Regions from separate parts of the Mus musculus genome. Here region 1 is linked to region 2. A link is a contact called in public HiChIP or PLAC-seq data. All regions are on one chromosome and are shown on one strand. Each heading gives the region's core, a stretch centred on a gene start, on an enhancer-like site or on the middle of the called end of the contact. The rest is flanking DNA. Distances are from core to core; before and after follow the strand shown.

The links. HiChIP or PLAC-seq counts read pairs in DNA pulled down with a chosen protein or histone mark.
Region 1: a contact with region 2 is called in an H3K4me3 HiChIP or PLAC-seq map of intestinal villus epithelium, with 5 read pairs. The contact joins the promoter of Atp10b here to the enhancer-like site in region 2. A contact is called at or near these places in 4 of 39 promoter capture datasets (3T3-L1-derived adipocytes, hippocampal neurons and liver), 1 of 115 datasets of contacts at active chromatin or transcription factors (intestinal villus epithelium) and 3 of 9 other capture datasets (embryonic stem cells, liver and pancreatic islet).

The regions. Positions count from the first base shown.
Region 1 is chr11:43,146,922-43,152,477 of GRCm38.p6, reverse strand. It overlaps Atp10b (ATPase, class V, type 10B), which reads right to left and starts at 2,601. Exons shown (of 23, transcript NM_176999.3): 1 at 2,526-2,601; 2 at 589-886. The coding sequence starts at 863.
Region 2 is chr11:43,019,721-43,025,599 of GRCm38.p6, reverse strand. It overlaps a transcript of Atp10b not described here. Among named protein-coding and RNA genes, the nearest start is that of Atp10b, 130 kb to the left of the region's middle. Within about 2 kb of position 1,854, at least 6 of the 459 cell types and tissues checked have an H3K27ac peak or open chromatin away from gene starts, as enhancers often do. A contact at or near this core is called in intestinal villus epithelium, where this site is marked.

The DNA.
Region 1 (5,556 bases), core at 1,352-3,851, 130 kb before region 2:
GACTCAGAGCTCATTGATTTCACTGATCTAAACAAGGCAATTTCACTCCGGGGCTCCCTTGTCTCTCTCTGTCTCCTAAGATCTGGGTCTACAGGCAGATAACTTCCCACTTGCCCAGATTATACAGAGGTTCTGGGGATCTGAACAGTCTAGTCCTCATATTTGGCTCAGTGAATATTTACCCCTCAGTGAGTTATCTACCGAGGGTGTCTCTTTATCTTTTCATCCAGTCATGTCTGAATTGTTACTTCTTCAAGGGAGTCTTGGCTGACATTGCTCTGTTTACCAAATTCACACTGTAAAGTACCACATACCTTTCTTTGCAAGTATTTTTTTTTCTAGTTATAGAATTAAGTCAATTTGGCAATTTAAAAATTAATGTATCTCCTTCACTAAATGGGGCAAACAATGAGTTCAGTCTCTTCTTTCCATATATGTTTACTACGCAAACACATGATGTGATAAGTCAACACTTGATAAATGAGAGGAGCTTGTTCCATATGTACATTTGGATATCAAAGAGAACTGCATCATCTCAGCAGCAATGCTAGGCCATGGTATATATTGTTGGGAGACCCAGCTGCATACCTATGAAACTGCTCAAAGAGATTCTGGGGCAGGAAGGTGAGGAGAGTGTACTTGGTTGTACAGATGCTGTTGCCTGGGTACCTCCTGCAGACCTTCTTCCAGTCCTGGTGACACATGCTGTTGTTGGGGTATACGACCCGCTGCTCTGCTGTGTTGTGGCTCTGTCTGTCTGTCTCTGGAGAAAGCAGTGGTGTGGTTTCTGATGGAGATTGGGAGAAGCCATCTTGGGTTCGCCATTTCCATCGGAGCCAAGAAAAGTCAAGAGAGCAAGTCATTTCTGGGATCAGGTGACAATAGTCTGCAAACACACAGGAAGTTGCTGTGATCAGGAGAGCTGAGTGGAATGTGAACACAAGAAGTCACTATGGTAAGGAGGATAATACAACATGGCATCTCTTCTTTTGTACATGTAGAGTTCAATCTTAGAAAAATAGAAAAAGTTCCTGCGATGCATCTGTTTTAAGGTCAGATACATTAAGTAAACAATAAAAAAAAATTATACAACTACCACAAGGATCAGCATTGTGAAAGCAAGTGATGGTGTCAGTGTGGCAGTTGTTGATGACATGGTTGATGATGTCATGGAAAAGCCAAATTGTGGTCTGCAAAGATGGGATGCTAGGAGGCTAAATTTGGCTCATTCTTAACAGTAAACGTTCTCCATTCACCTTGTTCATCTTCAACATAAAAAGAAGAAAGAGGGGCTAGAGAGATGGCTTAGTGCTTAAGAGTGCAGTTCTTACAGAGAACCCAGGTGAGTTCAGTTCCCAGCCATCAGATGGCTGCCAATTACATGCAAATCCAGTTTCAGGGGATCTGATAGTCTCTTCTGGGCTCTGTAGGTACTAGGTATACACATCATATACATACATACATATATACATTCAAGCATGTACATATAGACACATGATATAAAAATAAAGAAACCTTTAAAATAATGAATTGGCTTTTAAAAAATGAAGAAAGCTATTTTTACCATCCTTTGCTCATGTGGTTAATTTAAATTTTTAATGTATATGTATAGATATGTATTTTACCAGCATATTTGTCTGTGTACCATTTATGTGTCTGGTGCCTGAAGAGGCCAGAAGAGGTTATTGGATGTCCTGGAACTAAACTTACAGACAGTTGTTAGTCACTATGTGAGTGTGAGGATTGAACCTAGGTCCTCTGGAAGAATAATCATATTCCTAATACTATCCATGTAGGAACAAATTTGAGAGGAACAAATTGGGAAGTACATAAAATTGTGTTGACATATTTTAAGACAAAATGAGAAATGTTTATATTTTAAATACTTTTTAATTGAATTTTTAAAAAAATTAGTTAACATATGGCTGGACGGTGGTGGTAGACACTTTTAGTTCTAGCACTTGAGAGAGAGAGGCAGGAGGATCTCTGTGAGTTCAAAGCCAGCCTGATTTAAAGAGAGAGTTCAAAGATAACCAAGCCTACACAGAGAAATCCTGTCTTGAAAAACCAAGAACCAAAAATTAAATTAAATTAAGTTAAAAAGTTAGCATACTATGTAATGGGTTTTATTATAACATTTTTATCCATATATGTCAACATGCTTTGTTTTAATTGCTCCACCCACTCTCTCTCTGCATGCCCTATGTACTTCCCCCTTCTGGTCCACTCCTTCTCCCTCCAGAGTTGCCTCCTTCAATTTCCATGTCACATGGATTCCATTACCAAGAGTTCTTTAGTCTTTAGGATTTCTTTGGCTATGAACATTTTAACCTTACAAAATTTCAGAGCAGGACATCAAATGGATGGGTCTGGGGACATAGCTTGTAGGCAGAGTACAAAAAGCAAGAGGCATTGGGTTCCACCAAACATAAACCTATTCCTTAGTTAAGGTTTTACTGCGGTGAACAGACACCATGGCCAAGGCAAATATTATAAAGGACAACATTTAATTGGGGCTGGCTTACAGGTTTAGAGGTTCAGTTCATTATCACCAAGGCAGGAGAATGACAGCATCCAGGCAGGCCTGGTGCAGGAGGAGCTGAGAGTTCTACATCTTCATCTGAAGGGTGTTAGGAGAATACTGGCTTCCAGGCAGCTAGGATGGGGTTTTTAAGCCCACATCCACACTGACATACCTACTCCTACAAGGCTACACCTACTCAAACAGGGCTACACCCTCTAACAGTGCCACTCCCTGGGCTGAGCATATACAAACCATCACAACCTGGTATAGAGGGCATTCGTCCATAATCCCAGCACTCAGGAGACAGGCAGGAGGACTAGCAGTTCAATGTCATTATCAACTATACAACAATTTGAATGGCAGCCTAGTAGGTTTTATAGGTTCTCTCTCTCTGCGTCTCTGTGTCTCTGTGTCTCTCTCCTTTTTCTTTCTATCTTTCTGTTTGTTGTTGCTGTTGCTGGTATTTCAATGAGAATGGAAAGTGGAACAGCGCAGAAAGATACTTTTCAAGGACACCTGGACATGCAGTGACTAGGCTGTGGTGACCACTGCTTGTATCATAAATGTAAGCTGGTCTTTTCTATCATCTTTGTCTTGGGGATTATAATTCCATTTGGTATATCTCACACCTGAGTGCCTGGCCAAGAAGATATTCTTCCTAGATGGCTGATTTGATTGTTACTATATTTGGATTAAGACATGTCTAGGGTAGCAGTTCTCAACCTGTGGGCTGTAACTCCTTTGTCAAACCTCTGATTCCAAAAATATTAACATTATGATTTATAACAGAAGCAAGGTTATAGCTATAAAGTAGCAATGAAACAAACAATTTGTGCTCCATAATATAGGAGTTGTATTAAATAAATGCAGCATTCAGAAGACTGGGAAGCACTGTTCTGAGGGATGCCTGGGCACCGATGGCTCCGGCTCCGGCTTGATGCATTTGCACTGTGACAGTATTATTGTGGGGTGGTGAAAAGTAGGAGGCCAAGCCTCTTTGCAGATAACGTAAGTCTCTGGGCTGTGACTTGTTTTGGCCTCAGCCTGTGTAATCTTCTCTTTTTGCTTCCTATCCATCAGAATAGGAAGAAGAGAGGCTGGGGCCCAGCTCTAGTGGTTTTAGAACCTGAAGGAGGATGTATGGAGTCTGTGAAAGACTTGGACGGAGAAGAGCAGTTCATACACTCTGGCACGGAGACAGCTCAGTTTACCTCTATTCCCATATCTATTTTTTTTCCACAGCTGAAAAGTTTTATATTAATTTTTTTATGAACAACCTCTTTTAAGGACCTCCTACATTTGCAAATAATGTGCACACTGTACTTTTCCCTTCCTTCTCTTCCTCAATCCCTGCTTTTTTCTGGTAACCCATAATCCACTTGGCCTCAGCAATCAGTTAATATTTAACCCAGAACACAGGTACATAGCCAAGTGTCTGTAGTTGGCAGCAATTGCAGTTACAGTATAAAGAAGTGATAGGCTACATATCCAGGAAATTCGGACTTATTTATTGGTACCTACTGTCTCCCCACATCCTGATCAGGAGATCTAGTTCCTTTAATGCCAAGGGCTCCCAGCAAATTAGTAACCTGAGACAGTTCCTCTCTCTTGTTTTAGCATCTCTGAGTGTTCTCATTTATTCTTGGAACCAATGATCCAGCAAGACCTTTCTCAATTTTTGATAATCACCTAACTGTTGTTTGGAACAGTTGCGTGGGCAAATTGTTGTCCGAGCCAAGTTCCTATCGGGAGAGAACATCTGGCCATCAGCTGACATACCCAGACAAGCTCTGGTGTTGACTCAACCAAATCATCCTTATTAACAAGCAAAGGAGTTAATAAGGATCTCTTCTGCTCCCACAATCCTCAGAGATGAACAAGAGTGAATCATGGCTGGAGCTTTCTTTTTCTGATTCTAGGGAAACGTCTGTCACAGACAAAGTGTCAGTAAAAACTGCCAATAGCAGAGCCAAAAATCTGCAAACACAAGGCAAAAGTGAACCAAGAAATCCCTCTGGAAAGGCCAGGAGATTCTGGCCTCACAGGTTCTTGCCTTGAGGGGACCCAGCTCTTCAGGCCTTAACTTTGCTTGACATTTATAGGCCCTTTCTGGAAGAGGCTTGGCCACTGTCAGAACTTTTACACAGTGCTCCCTCCACCACAAAGTTCTGCCCAAGCACATGGAGTTTGGTGGTTTGAATGTGAACAGCCCCCATGGGCAAATATTTTAGAATACAGTCTCTGGTTGGTAGAATTATTTAATGACTATCTCCCTGCTGACAAGCTCCTGGCCATGGTGATCATGGGCTCTAATGCTCTGGGAACTGGAGCCCCAAATTAAATGCTTCTTTTGTAAGTGGCCTTGGTCATGCATGGCAATAGGACCGGAGCCAAACAACCTTGGACTGAACTCCATGAGCCAAAAAGAGGCTGCTTTGCAGAAGTTGTTTTTGTTGGGTATTTTGGTCCCAGTCACTCAAAGGTGACCAGCAATTGTAGAGTATGGTGCTTAGCATCAGATTTCCCTGCTGCCAGGCTCGTTAACAGAATCCACAACTAAACCCTCAAAGTTCCTCCACACCAATTTACTTAACATCCTAGAAGCAAATTATCTCAAAGTTATACTTTGTGAAGTTAGAAGCTGTATATAATGGTCTTTTTCATGTACTGGGCTCATGGGATTATTTTTTCTTGAATAAATACATGACTTAATGTCAGTTGTTATTAATCTTACAGTGAACAACCCAGGCTGCTATTGAAAATCTGATCACTTAGCAGGAGAAAAAAAAGCTCCATGTGTAGTTTAAATGATAATACTTTACTTTCCTGATGCTCACATGACCTGGTCTTCGTCCTTACTCTCCTCAGGGCTTTGATCAATCTGAATATTTTTTTTTCAATCTATAGACCCGAGAGCAGTAGGGAGTTCTTCAGAGACTACATAAACCCCTGTATTAGCTATGAAAAAAATTATGTAATTACAGATGCCCATCATAATGGGACCAAAAGCAATATTATGACATTTTGGAAGC
Region 2 (5,879 bases), core at 605-3,104:
ATAAAATGAATTAACACTAGTGAGAGAAATGACTGATAACTGTTGACAAATGGGCAGAGGGAATAAATACAAAATGTATAAAATGATAAAGACATGGGTCTTGATTTATATGAGAGGGCAACCAACTTTACTTACAGTGATACAAATTCTGGCTACAACTGACTGACATGTTATTGCTCATTGTTCAGACTGACAAAACCTCAGAGCTTGACACTACAGTCTGCTCAGTGGGCTATGAGGAAACAGGCTTCAGTAGGCACTGGTAGGAGGAATACAACATAAAGAAACACACAGTCTTTACTGAGGGAACTTTGGCCATTAGCTACTTAAAAAAGGGCCTCTCTCTCTCTCTCTCTCTCTCTCTCTCTCTCTCTCTCTCTCTCTCTCTGTATGTATACCATACATATGTGGAAGTCAGATAGCAACTTTAAGGCTCGATTCTCTCCATCTACTATAAATTCTGAATTAAATTCATGCCATCAGACCTGGGGGCAAGCTCCTTTACTTGCTGGGCCATATCATTGGCTCTACACTAATGACTATAGTAAAATGTCCCTCTCAACCCAGCAATTCCAGTTCTAGGAATTTATACTGAAGACACAGTCTCAATAGGGAGACATGTCACCATTCTACTCATTCCAATGGCATCTGTAGAAACTGCTGGAACATAGGAGACTGTGAGCATAGGTGACTGGCTAAATAAATGATAGGACATGCATTCATTGATCCATTTATCACCTAGCTATGAGTAAACAGGGCAAATGGTTCAGTAGAGTGATCTTGGAGAATCATTATTAAATGAAAAAAAAAAGCTTTTTTTTTTTTTAAACAAAGTTCTCACACATTACTTTGTATAAAAGACAGAGGGGTAAGAGAAAATATATACACATCTACTTATGTTTATAGCAAGAAAGAGAGGAAAAATAAGACACAGAAGTACTTTGGCTAGTGGCATGTAGTAGGAACAGTGGAGCAGTGTTTCAGGCCACTGTGACACTTCTCTGAGCATACTTTGTGTATAAATTTTGATCTGGAGAAGTGTGTCAACTCTCTGAGACCCAGCAAAGGTAGAAAACCTAAGACTACCAGCATCAGATAGACATTATATGGACATGTTTACTCATGTATAAATCATCAAATTATATGCTTAAAATTAGTTCTCAGTGTGTATGTGATAAATAAAATGTTATATAAAGTCAATGAATCTGAACAACAAACTTAATGGATTTCACATCAGATCTTGAACCCTCTTTGAAGTAGAAGCCAAACTAAATGTAGTGCTCCTATATACCCAAGGAGGACATATTCTAAGATCCTATAAAGAAGTATAGTAATAAATACTGTATATATTCTACTTTACATACATATTAATTATATAGTATACTTTATAAATTATGTACTATAAAAATCAATAACAAAATCAACTAATCATAACATTCTGCTTTATAAGGTTTATTTAAAATCTATTGATTATTTCTGAAATTTTCTATATAATATTTTTGGATTGTAGTCAAATGATGTAACTATGATTTATTGGAAGATGGAATGACAGATAAGGGACTACTGTCCTTTTCTTGTTCTTCAGCACAATATTTACTAGTATGTAATTATGAGTTTATGTTTCCACATCTCTGGCTAGATTGGGAAATTTGGAAGGACATGGACATCTCTTATTTGTTGCTAATTCCATAATGATTCAAACGTGATATATGGAAGGTATCTAGTTTTTGCTTAAGTAAAAAAGAGGCAGGAAGGGTCTAGACAAATGACTCAGTGGTTAATAGTGGTTACTGCCCTTGAAAAGGATCAGAGTGCGGTTCCTAGCACACACATTTTAAGTGACTCACAGATACCTGTGACTTAAGTTTCAGGAGTATCTGACATCATCTCCTGGTCTCCATGGGCACCTGTGCTACTACTCATAGCTACACTCTCCCCTCCTTCTCCTCTACAAGTTCTCTCTCTCTCTCTCTCTCTCTCTCTCTCTCTCTCTCTCTCTTTCTCTTTCACACACTCATACACACACATGCACACACACAGACACAAATAGAGTAAGGGGCAGCAGTTGTGGGAAGCAAAGCACAGGCTGCTGAGAGTTCCCTGGCATGGGTCACTATGTAACACAAGGCAAAGAACAATGATCTAAGTCCTAAAGATAAGATACTGAGAGCCAGACACTCTGGGTTCTAATTTTGGCTCCACCTCTTCCTTCCACATCATGATGGATAAGCTGGTTAATCTGCATGGTCATACCACACAGCTAAATGATAAATGTAAATGACCCTCTATAGGCATTGGACCAGCATTGGCAGATAGTAAGAACTCAGTGAGTAATATATAGTCTGGTGATTTCCAACATGATTACCTTAATTCCTAGAACCACTGGTAAAGCCATGACATTGCATTCTTAGATAAGGAAACTAGAGCACATGGGAAAAGAATTTTAACCCTTGCCCTACTCAAAGATTTTCAGTTAAATGTCTACTGAATCAAGTGAAACAGTTCCAACAGAAGTCTGAGCCTCTTTAATAGGCAGTTATATGAAAGTCAACACACAACTTTATATTCTGATTAGGGGGATATTTTTCATTATTATTTTCTTATTAATGTCTTAGGTGTCTGGATTAGCAATCATGCCATAAGCAATAAATAAGCTGATGAGTGCAGTCTCTGACATCATAGCATGAAAATGTGATATAATCCCTTAGACATGGCTTTACCCTCCAAAGGGCCCCACATCCCAGTGTACTTGCCACGGCATGTGGAGAGGGGAACCTGGCATCTGCCAAGGAGATTTCATTCTCTCCAACTGGGTTTCTATTTTGTACAAGACCAAAGAAACATGGTGTTCCATTTTTTTTACTTCTTAAATAGAGTAAGTAGTCAAGAAAGTCCCTAGAGAAGTAACAAGATCTGATTGAATTTTTCAATTTTTTTTCTGTTATTCTATCAAGTTCACTTGACAGCAGAGGACAAACTGCCTTTCAAACACTGTAAGTGAACGCATCAGTGATTCCGAAGGAAAAACGCAGGTTATTAAGTGGGAACAAGTCTCTCTGAATATATTTACACCAACTCAGAGAAACCATTGTCCTCAGAAACCTCTGTGACAATCAATTTTCTAGTCTCCTTAATGCTTTAAGTCTGACAGATGATAATAAAATACAGTGAAATTACCTTTGAGCTCTGAAATGTACATCAGTCTCCACATTCTTCATGTCTTGATATTTTATTTTTCAAACACAGCCATCTATTTTCAATGTTATTCCCAAGCACTTGAATTTGATGTCAGGGGAATAGAGCTACTGGTACTAAAGTCATACTCATAGGGAATACAGAATCTATTGTCTGTGTATGTGTATACCTTTGTACAATGCACATACACCAACAGATATTAAGAATTACCAGAACCTAGAACCTTATTGCTCTCTTTATTATCATGACAAATTAACAAATAAAATGTACTCTGAAGATCATAAACTGGCTTTTGAATCAGGTTTGCCATCAGAACCAAGCCTAGTTGGGGAGCTAGTGTAAGTTGGTGGCTGCTGGTGGAGTGGAATAAGTCAGTTTCCTTCAGGGATGTGGATCCTGGTAAGATGCTCATGTTCTTAGGTGGATGGTGCCACACCCATGTGCATATGAGCAGTACCAATAGGACTTAGTGGGTTATAAGAAAAGATAGAGGGATATGGGAGAGGGAGGAGTTTGGGAGGATAGGAGGAATAAAGGAGTGGATATAATCATAATAATTAAAGTATATTGTATACATGTATGAAATTCTCAATGAATAAATTTTTAAAAGGCATGTTTGAGGCAATGTGTATTTGGCAAGGACCTAATGAATTCTGAGGCCTATAACATCCATATTTGATGTCAGTCTTCCTCCTGCTTCTATGATGGCAGTATCACTGTCCCTTGAAAGATGAGAAAACATAGAATAAGGAAATAACACAGGGTTGAGGAGACAACTCCATTGATAAGAGTGTTTACTGCTCGAGCATGAGGACCTGGGTTTGATCTCTAGAACATGTATAAAAACAGCCAGGGTGATGAGTGCTTGTAATTCAAGTATTGTGGAGGTAGAGACAGATGGATCAGGGAGGCTAGCTGGCTAGCTAACCTAACATAATTGTGAATTCCAGGTCCCAGTGAAAGATCCCTCTTGAAATAACCAAACAATAAAAAATGAACAACAACAAGAATAAGGTGAATGGCTCCTGATAACTCCTGTGGTTTACCCCTTGTCTTTAAGCACAAACACACACACACATCCAACACACACAGAGAGAGAGACAGAGAGAGACAGAGAGAGACAGAGACAGAGAGACAGAGACAGAGAGACAGAGAAAGAGAGACAGAGACAGAGAGATAGAGAGAGAGAGAATGAATTACACAGATAACAAAAGGTTGGAAATTGTGGAATGGTATCAACATAAATGAGGCTTTCTTCAATGTCTCAGCCCCCTTTATAGCTGGTACAATATTTCAATTGTCTTACTTTTTTCTGTATAGAGGAATGTAAAATAATTATAGCAGATGAAACTTAAAATTACCCTTTGAGAGTACCAGAATGAGAACTTGAACAAAATTTCATTAAATTTTAGAAGCCTCTGCTGTTCCCTTAGGACACTGATTTGTACCCCTCTCTGCAGTTAAGAGATTAGTCATGGCCATGGAGCCAATAGAAACTAATAACATCCAACGATGTTTCAGAATTGAACAAAGATAAGGAGAAAGAATGTGTACTATCTGAGCAAGTATTCCGTTGTCACCTGCCCATCATTGTCTCATCCAGGGTGTCCTGAGCACTGTCCTGGTGTCTGTCTTCACGTTGAGGACCATAGCAGTTCATAAAGTGGCAGGGTAGGTTTCTACATTGGTGTCATTCTGAACTCAAGAGACCAGAAGTCTCATCTGGAGCTTTGTTTAAAACAGACCTTGAATCACACTGACTTTTAGTGTGTCTGGGTTAAGGGCATGAGATATTGCACTTCTAACTGGTTCCTGAGTAATTTTGGAATATCTGGGTCAGAAACCACATTTGGAAAACCACTGTACTAAGCTATACTTTGGCGTTGCAGGTTGTGAATGAAAGCCATATATGTAAAAAGTTCACCATCAAACTTGTTAGTGGGGCACGGAGCTGGCAGTCTCATTGAATTGACCTAATAAGGCAGAGAAGTGATGTAGAGAAACAAACAAAAATCTGAGGACAGTGTAGCTCCAGAAGGTTTAGCTCTTTAGAAGTAAATGTCATTGAAAAAGAAATTAGTAATAGGTGTCCGCTCAGCCCGGGAGGCTTTTGCCTCAGGATGTGCGGGAGCCATCTTGGTTCCGGGACTCCGCAGAAAGGAGTCTGCACAGGTGAGAGTGTGCACTACAGAAGCTAACAGCTTCTGGGACAGGCGAGAGCCACAGAGCTTCTGAGGCAGCACCATTTTCGGGCTCCAGACATCCGGCCACCTTCCTGGCCAGAGGACAGGTGTCTGCCCAGCCAGGGAGGACTTTGCTTCAGGATCGGCAGGAACCATCTTGGTTCCGGGACTCGACTGAAAGTAGTATGCACAGGTGAGAGTGTGGACTACAGAAGCTAACAGCTTCTGTGACAGACCAAATCAACACAGCTCCTGGGAAAGGTTCTGTTTTGGGCCTTCATCTTCAGCCAGGAGGAGGTCCAAACGCCAGATATCTGTGCACCTTCCCTGTAAGAGGAGAGCTTGCCTGCAGAGAATGCTCTGACCACTGAAACTCAGAGGAGAGAGCTAGTTTTCCAGGTCTGCTAATAGAGGGTAACAGAATCACCAGAGGAACAATCTCTAAACAGAGACAACTATAGCAACTAACTCCAGAGATTACCAGATGGTGAAAGGTAAACT